2 separate regions of the Mus musculus genome follow, and region 1 is linked to region 2. A link is a contact called in public promoter capture Hi-C data. All regions are on one chromosome and are shown on one strand. Each heading gives the region's core, a stretch centred on a gene start, on an enhancer-like site or on the middle of the called end of the contact. The rest is flanking DNA. Distances are from core to core; before and after follow the strand shown. Region 1 overlaps Susd1 (sushi domain containing 1). Region 2 overlaps Ugcg (UDP-glucose ceramide glucosyltransferase).

Region 1 (4,439 bases), core at 1,164-3,663, 140 kb before region 2:
CAGAGCATCGTTCACTGTGATGGGAGCTTGTGGTGGCCGCTGAACTAGAGCAGAGAGCAGCTGGAAGGTAGGGCCAGGCTGTAGCTTACACAGCTGTGGCCTACTTCAGCCAGTCAGGTTTATGTCTGTCTGTCTAGTTTAGTTTTACTTTTGAGATGGGGTTTCTTTGTATAGCCTTGTCTGTCCTGGAAATCACTATATAGACCAGACTGGCCTCAGACTCAGGAATCTACCTGTCTCTCCCTCCCAAGTGCTGGGATCCAAGGTATGTACCACCATGCCCAGCCAGTCAGCTAGCCAGATTTAAGAGCCCCATAGCAATCCCCCTACATCAGCACCAGTCAGGAGTGAGTGTTCAGAGCATGAGCCCGTGGGAGTCAATTCAGACTCCTGCTCCAGGGGCCTCACTCTTCCCAGCACCACCCCTGTGTCTTGTCTTTCAGACTCCGGCACTGTGTCATTTGCCATGCAGAAAAGTTAACTTTCTAAAGGTTTGTTTTTTTTTTTTTTTTTTTTAGATTTTAGGGGCTGGAGGGATGTCTCAGTGCTTAAGAGGACCCCAGTTTGGTTTCCAGCACCGATATGGCAGCTCACAACCATCTGTAACTCCAGTCTCAGGAGATCCAAAATCCTCTTCTGACCTCCCTGGGCACCAAACACTTACATGGTACTCAAACACACATGCAGGCAAACATCATACACATAAAGTAAGAGTAATTCTAAAATTAGTTCTTCATTTTCTTAGTGTTTCTTTTCTACCTAGGATTATAGAACTATTCTTTTATATATTCTATAGTATATTTTTAAAATAAATCTTTTTCCTGTTGAAAACATTTTTTCCAGTTATATCAAGGTAGAAATCTAATATTGCTTATCTACTGATTTGAAGTGCCATTTTTTTCATCTATAAAGTCTCCTGAGAGCCCAGCAGTGGTGGTGCACGCCTTTAATCCCAGCACTTGGGAAGCAGAGGCAGGTGGATTTCTGAGTTCAAGGCCAGTCTGGTCTACAAAGTGAGTTCCAGGACAGCCAGGGCTATACAGAGAAACCCTGTCTCAAAAAAAAAAAAAAAACAAAAACAAAAAAAAAACAAAAAAACTTCTGAGTAGAAAGGCCTGTTTATTGATTCTTCCTTTTCCATTGGTCAGTTAGTTGATTCTTTTGCTAACAGTAAAATGCTTAGCTACTCCAGCATTCTGATTGTGTCTGATATCACTCCAGAGGGGTAAAACCTCCCACAAAACCACAAAGATAGGTTTTGAAAGGGGGGTGTCCCTTTTAAAGTATGAACCATTGAAAATCATAGTACAAGGATATATCTTTGGCTTAATATCAAAACCAATATCTTACAGAGGCCATGACAAAGAAAATTGAGAGATATTCCTATATTTTTGTTTAGGTTTTATTTGCAATTAGGTCTACATGTGTGGGTGTGTGCATGTGAGTGCAGTTCCCTCAGAGGCCAGAGGGGGCGTTGGAGTCCCCTGTAGTTGGAGTTACAGAGCTGCCTAACACTGGGGCTGTTACTTCCAGCCCCTTATAGTTTTATTGTATCTGTTCATGTTCCTTGTGGATTGATCCCTCTCCCCCAACCCCACCCCCACCCCCAACTGCCAGTTTGCTTTTTCTCATTAATCTTTCCAAAGAAATTTAGCAGTGGTTATTTCCTGTGTATCGAATGTGCCAAACTTGTTTCATCTGGTTCTACTTTGTCCTGTGGTTTCCTCAGTCTTCCCACTCATGACGTCTCTCTGTGCATTATTTTCTTTTATATCCTTTAACAACATTTTTTTAAGATTTATTTATTTTATGTATATGAATACACTGTTGCTGTCTTCAGACACACCAGAAGAGAGCATTGGATCCCATTAACACATGGTTGTGAGCCACCATGGGGTTGCTGGGAATTGAACTCGGGACCTCTGGAAGAGCAGTCAATGCTCTTAACTGCTGAGTCATATCAACATTTTTAAAACCTTGTTGTCTCCTCCTCCTCTTCTTCCTCCTCCTCCCCTTCCTCCTCTTCTTCCTTTTCCTCCTCCTCTTCCTCTTCCTGTTCCACTTCCTCCTTCTCCTCCCCACACCATGTTCTTTTCTTTGGTTTTTCAGGACAGTGTTTTTCTGTGTGTACCTCTTGCTGTCCTAGAATTCACTTTGTTTAGCAGGCTGGCCTTGAACTTAAAGTTCTGGGATTAAAGCCATGTGCCGTGCCAGCACATCGGCTGGTGTTTTGATATTTCTATTAGATTTTTCTTACTTGGCATTAGTTTCAATGCTATGTCCTTCCGTTGGGTTTTTTTGGTTTTGTATTTTGTCACTTGGATTAGTTTCCTGTTCCTGGTTTGATAAGTTACTGAAAACCTGGTGGCCTAAAACACCACAGTTGACTGTCACATAGCTGTGGAAGTCAGACACTTGAAATCCGTTTCACTGGGCTGCAGCCAGAGTGTGGACAGGCGCATGTGCCTTTAAGGGACAGAAGGGAGGCTCGGTTTCCTTACTCTTAGTCTTCGGGGTCCGATTAGCTTTGGTCCCACCTTCCGTTGGTTTACCCTGTCCTTACAGCATTATGCCAGGCACAGAGTCTCCCTGCACAGTCCACTCTGGCCTGCCACTCACTCTCCATCACCTCACTCAGTGCCAGGATGCCAGGTGCCTGCCCCCATGCCCCTCCTCCTCTCCTTCCTCCTATTCATCTTCCCCCTTCTGCTCGCCCTTTCTTCCTTTCTGCCTGGTGTGTATGTGTGTTTGTGTGTGCGTGTACATACCCATGCACGTGGAGGCCAGAGTCCCTCAATCCTTTCTGCCTTGTCTTTTAGACAGAGTCTCTCACTGAACCTGGAGCTCACTGATTCAGCTAGACAGACAGATGAATGGCAGAGATCTGCCCATCTCCTGCCCACGCCTACCTGGTGCTGTGGTCACAGATGGATTCACCTGGCTTTTTCATAGGTGCTGGGGATCCGAACAGAGGCTCCCAAGGTTTCACAGCAAGCTGAGCTTTCTCCACCCCACCTCTCACTCCCAATTTCACCTTTCTTAAACACTAATCCTATCAGCTGATTTCTAAAGATCCTTGTTATTCCACTGAGCCTAGCGGATAATCCAGGCTAATCTCTCTGGGTCAGTCATCCCACCAAGGCCTTGTTGGTCCAGCAGCCATCAGTCCCAGGATCTGGGATCTGACATCTGACATCTGTGGGGGTCCATCCATCTGATCTTGCTTTGCCTTGTAGACAGAAAGAAAGCGACTGCCTTCATGGACATCTCTCTGGATGCAGGTTACCAAGCTTCTGTTATCTTGTCTTGTTTTTCTATTGTCTTCGGGCAGCTTGGTATTAGATTTATTCGCTGAGAGTTCCTGGCAGTTACGACCCTTTCCCACTTTCATTGCAGTATTTTTACCTCATTGTTTTTGGTCTAGAATGCCCCGACTAATAGACAAATAACAGCCTGGAGACCAGACATCCTTGTATTGTTGGTAACTTTACAAGAAACTGCTTAATTATTTTACCAATTATTATTTAGCATGGTAAGTTCTAATAAACATGGCTAAACTAAAGGGCTTCTGAGAAGTTGAGTCCTTGTAAACCAGGATTTTAAGTCAGGAGTATATTTATGAATGTGAAAGTAACCATGTGGTCTCTTTTATCTACTAATAGCATCTCAAGTAATGATCATGCATTCTGGGAATAACTTTTTCTTGGTCATGATGGTTTTTTTTGTGAATTACTACTCACCTCTGTTTTCTGATATATACATACAATTTTACATAAAAACAAACCTGGGTGTGGTGACACACACCTCTAATCCCAGCACTTAGAAGGCAGAAGCAGGTGGATCTCTATGAGTTTAAGTCTAGCCTGGTCTATGAATTGAGATCCTATCTCAAAAATATCAAAATAAATAAATTAAATTAAAATTTTGTATGTCCGAGTGTTTGCCTGAATGTATGTATTGTACCATGCATGTTCCTGGTGTGCACGGACATTAGGAGAGGGTGTTGGATTCCCTAGGACAGAAGTTAGAGATGCGTCTGAGGCACCGTGTGTGGATGTTGGGAATCAAACCTAGGAACTCTGCAGGACCACCAACTGCTCTTAACTCCCGAGCCATCTCTCCAGGCCCTATTTGCTGTATTTTTTTCCTTTCTTCTGTGTGAATTTGGCATAGACAGTTTGGTGTTTGGCTTGCCATCCTCTGTACAGCTTAGGTGTTGTGAATCAACACCGAGAGAGTTGGAAAACTTTCTACTTTTTTTGTGATCTCAAACTGGTGGGATCGTACTGTTGAGACTGGCATTATTGACCAGGGATGTAGCTTGGTAGCAGGATGAGTACTAGCACATGTGCGTCTCAGATTGAACCCTAGTACCACAAAAACACAGCAAGCAAGAACATTAGTCATAGCATTAAATATCACTTGCAGTTTGAAGTGTC
Region 2 (4,314 bases), core at 1,789-4,288:
TGGATTCACGGATGAACCAGGCCACAGCATAATCAAGTTTTGAAAAACACAGTGTGCCACCCTGAGAATGAAAAATAAAAATCAACTGACTGCCTGTCAGATTAAAGGTACAAAGGATGAAATTCTCAGGCTGCTGAGATGCCTCCACAAGGAAGCCTGACGACCAAGTTCAAGCCCCGCCTGGTAGAAGGGAGAACAAGCGTGCACATCCAAGCAAAGAGACCTCACACACACACACACACACACACACACACACACACACACACACACACAGTTGGGGGAGGGAGTCTACGCACTCCTGGGACCCCACTGTTGGCACCACTGATGTCAAAGGTGTCAGAGGTGACTTAACTGCCTTGCAATCCTGTCTGTCTAAAAACAGTGATCATCATTAGTAAAAGCAGTGTGAAAAACAACTGCAGGCTCAGCTTGAAGATTTCCTTCACGTCATTTTTCTGAACTAACTCTAAGTCCCAAACTAAGTTCCTTAGCTTTCTGTCTACAGAAACTAAAGACTGCTCGGTCTCTCTTGAGCCTTTTCTAAACTGAAATAGCGCTGCTCCTTCCCCAGATCACTGAGAACCCTTTCCTGTGCACCCACATACCTGGACACCCCTGAGTTGAATGTAGTCAAATATAAACCATGCCAGGCAGTGGCACATGAAGAAGACCATGATATCCCATCTGAATACATGGTGGGCTGCCCACCCAATAATTAAACTGGCAACAAAGCATTCTGAAATTGGCTCACAAATTATTGTAGCAGGAAGCATGTTAATTCTCAATTTGGTCCACCTAAAGAAAGAAAGAAACAAACAAACAAAAAGGATTTTAAGACAACAGCCTGCTTACAAAACTAACTGAGCAACCCTCACCACCAAACACCTGCACGGGCACCATCCTGAACCCCACCGGCCACTCTCACACACATGGTCAACCTTGACATGGAAAGACTATCCTCTTTGAAACAGTTTTAATTTTATTTACTTATGTATTGTTAAGAAAGGGTCTCTCCTGTAGCCCAGGCTGGCTTCAAACTTCTTAGGCAGTGAAAGATGACGTTCAGGTCCTGATCCTTTGCCTCTTTCTCCCAAATGTTGGGACTATAGGGTGATGCCACCACACCCAGTGTAAGCTGTGCAGGGGTGGGTGGGTGGGTGGTGACATCCAGGGCTGTCTGCATGCCAGGAAAGCAGTCTATCAACTTAGATACATCCCAGCCTTCCTTTCTCAGTTTGGCTTTTATGAATCTCTTTTCTATTTTTATTTAGTAAATAAAAATATCTGTATATTCATTTACATGGTCTATACTTTGACCAGTTTAGTTTCTATTTCTAAAGTGCTTTAGTTTCAATTATCTTTTTTTTTTTTTTAATTTCAGAATTATTAAAGAAAATTCATTTAGGCGTTCAATTTCTCTTAAAACAGAACAAACTTTTCTGGAAGCAAATTAATCTTTTTTTTTCCCTCAAAGACTATTTACGTAGCTCTGGCTACTCTATTCTAGAGCACACTATGTAAACCAGGCTGACCTTGAACTAAGAGATTCGATGGCTTCTTTATCCCAAGTACTGGGGTTAAATGCATGCGCCATGACACCTGGCATCATGTGCATTTTAAATACACACACACACATATAAAATCATGAAGCACATGCACACATCACACATTCCTTTTATAAAATGATAGTTTATTGATTTACCTGATCATTCTGGATTGAAACTGAGAAATTGAGTACGAACCAGAGTTTTGCATGGCAACTTGAGTAGACATTGAAAACCTCCAACCTCTGAAAATGAAGATAATTATAATATGATCTATGTTTGTGTTGACAGACACATTCAAGCCTGACTGGTTCTGCACTCATTAATCACTGTAAATGTAAGCTGCAGCTGGTATTCAGGGCGAGCCCAGTCCTCAAAGATGAGTGAACTGATGCTCTGAATGCTCTTCAGCCATTGCATCAGCCCTCGGTGGTATCACATTCCAGCCGCAGGAGCCACATCCCCTAGGTTTATAGTGTAAGAAACGTCAGTGCAGCCATTTTCAACATACTCAGTGAGAGAGTTCTCTACTCAACAATTTGCCTCTGACCGATTCCTGCGTGTGTGTTAAACAAGAAAAGTGACCAAGTGGACCGGGTCTCATAGAAGACATTAGGTAACTGTGAACTTCCTAAGCACCATATGGAAGAACTTCAAATATGCTCTTATCAAAAAATTCTTTGTGCCGGGCATGGTGGCACACACCTTTAATCCCAGCACTTGGGAGGCAGAGGCAGACGGATTTCTGAGTTCAAGGCCAGCCTGGTCTACAGAGTGAGTTCTAGGACAGCCAGGGCTACACAGAGAAACCCTGTCTTGAAAAACCAAAACCAAAACCAAAATTAAAAAAAAAATCTTTAAATAAGAAATCACACAGGGTGGTGATCTCCTTTAAACCCAAACGCATTTTCTGTGTCAGAGGAATGCTAAATGATGAGGTGGCTCGTTAGCAAAGTATGAAATAATGCGCTAAGAAATTTCCAAGTTTTGGACTGGAGAGATGGCTCAGGAGTTTAAGAACAGTTGTCACTCCTACAGAGGGCCCAGGTTCAGTTACCAACACCCACATGGTAGCTCATAGCTATCAGGAACTCCAGTTCCAGGAGATCAAATGCCCTCTTCTCACCTCCAAGGGTGCCAGAGACACACACACATATGCAGGTAAAACACTCATACCTATAAACTAAAAAAAAAAAAAAAGTAGACAGTTTCTTTCAAATGATGCTTTTAAAAAAATGCAACTATTGACTTATGATTACACCAAGAGCTTTAATTTTTCTAACTTTCTACCTTCATTCTCTCAAAAGCTTCCTGTCAACCACTTCAAACTACAGCATCTGAAGGAAACGGAGGACGGTATTTGCTTTATTAGCACCAACAGATATTGAATGCGAATGCTCTGCCAAAATTACTAACCTTTGTACTCACTAGCAGAATCAAATAAAACAGCCCAAACCCATGGTTGGAACGGAAAGAGTAAGCCAATTGAATTTGCTGGATACTGAAAATACTTTAGTTCACTTACCGGTCGGCTATTGCTTTGGCCATAAAGTAATCTTCAGCAATGTACTGAGCAAAGGCTATGAGCCCTCCTGCCTGATCTAGCACATCCTTCCTCATCAAACAAGACATCCCCGTCACACATTTGAAGCCAGTTACATTGGCAGAGATATAGGATCTTGGGTGTGAAGTTCCAAAATATACCTGCCCGAGAAAACACAGATGGACATAGTCAATTAGGTTTTGGTGTTAAAACTATGAGGCCTGCCAACTTTCCCTAAAGCTTTCTGTTAAATGCAAGTGATTGAGTGAGCGCCCTGACGTGCTGAAGGAGGAGCACACCCCTGCGCTACTGTAGTTCGGGCAGTGATTTGTCTGGCTGACTACCCAGCTATCAGCAGTACCAAGAAAGTTACCTTTAGAGTGAAAAGCATATTCCCTGGCCAGAAAGCAACCACTATCTTTTCTAAAATCAATACATTAAAAGATAACTCCAGCCGGGCGTGGTGGCGCACGCCTTTAATCCCAGCACTTTCAAGGCAGAGGCAGGCGGATTTCTGAGTTCGAGGCCAGCCTGGTTTACAGAGTGAGTTCCAGGACAGCCAGGGCTACACAGAGAAACCCTGTCTTGAAGAAGAAGAAGAAGAAGAAGAAAAAACAACAAAAACAACCAAAAAAAGATAACTCCAAATAAAATGGAATTTATATATAAAAGAGTATTAACTGGTATATAAAATATTAATGAAATTTAGTGTCTCCTGATTTTACAACATTTGGTGGCATGTGTGTGTGTGTGTGTGTGTCTGTACAAGTATCTATGCATATACACAGAGCATGTATAGGTGATACCAATGTTTAGGAAAATTTTATTTCTTCTTAAAATTGTTTTAAATTCTGTATATTCATGTAAGTCTACGGGGGTAATGTACATCTGAATGAGTTCCTATAGATTGGAAGGTCAGGATCCTCTGGAGATGCAGTTAAAGGTTACTGTAAGCTGCCCATTTTAGGTGCTGAGAACTCAATTCTGGTCCTCTCTGGAAGAACAGAACTCATTCTAACTGCTGAGCCATCGCTCCAGCCCCTAATTTTGGACTTTTTCTTCTCTGTGACACGTTGGAACTGACTACCACCCTACTTGTTAGACCCTTGTTAAAGCCCTATTTACTATTTATATCTCAGATATGCTGCCTTTTCTAGTTACCTTCAAGAACAGAGCAGCAGGCTCCCTTCATCACAGTTATTCACATAGAGCAGAGTAATAGAATTT

Evidence for each region. Capture Hi-C pulls out chosen DNA fragments and counts their contacts.
Region 1: a promoter capture Hi-C map of liver shows a contact between it and region 2. The contact joins two enhancer-like sites. A contact is called at or near these places in 3 of 15 datasets of contacts at CTCF or cohesin (CD8 T cells, the NIH/3T3 cell line and large pre-B cells), 10 of 484 Hi-C or Micro-C datasets (the C2C12 cell line, the G1E-ER4 cell line, LSK cells and 4 more), 5 of 115 datasets of contacts at active chromatin or transcription factors (the HPC-7 cell line, Th17 cells, bone marrow-derived dendritic cells and 2 more) and 4 of 9 other capture datasets (adipose tissue, embryonic stem cells, liver and 1 more).

What each region holds. Positions count from the first base shown.
Region 1 is chr4:59,352,650-59,357,088 of GRCm38.p6, reverse strand. All of the region lies in intron 10 of Susd1 (sushi domain containing 1), which reads left to right. Among named protein-coding and RNA genes, the nearest start is that of Gm35578, 73 kb to the right of the region's middle. Within about 2 kb of position 2,413, at least 4 of the 459 cell types and tissues checked have an H3K27ac peak or open chromatin away from gene starts, as enhancers often do. A contact at or near this core is called in liver, where this site is marked.
Region 2 is chr4:59,215,970-59,220,283 of GRCm38.p6, reverse strand. Ugcg (UDP-glucose ceramide glucosyltransferase) reads right to left here. Exons shown (of 9, transcript NM_011673.3): 6 at 3,070-3,248; 7 at 1,703-1,789; 8 at 606-795; 9 at 1-61. Among named protein-coding and RNA genes, the nearest start is that of Ugcg, 29 kb to the right of the region's middle. Within about 2 kb of position 3,038, at least 7 of the 459 cell types and tissues checked have an H3K27ac peak or open chromatin away from gene starts, as enhancers often do. A contact at or near this core is called in liver, where this site is marked.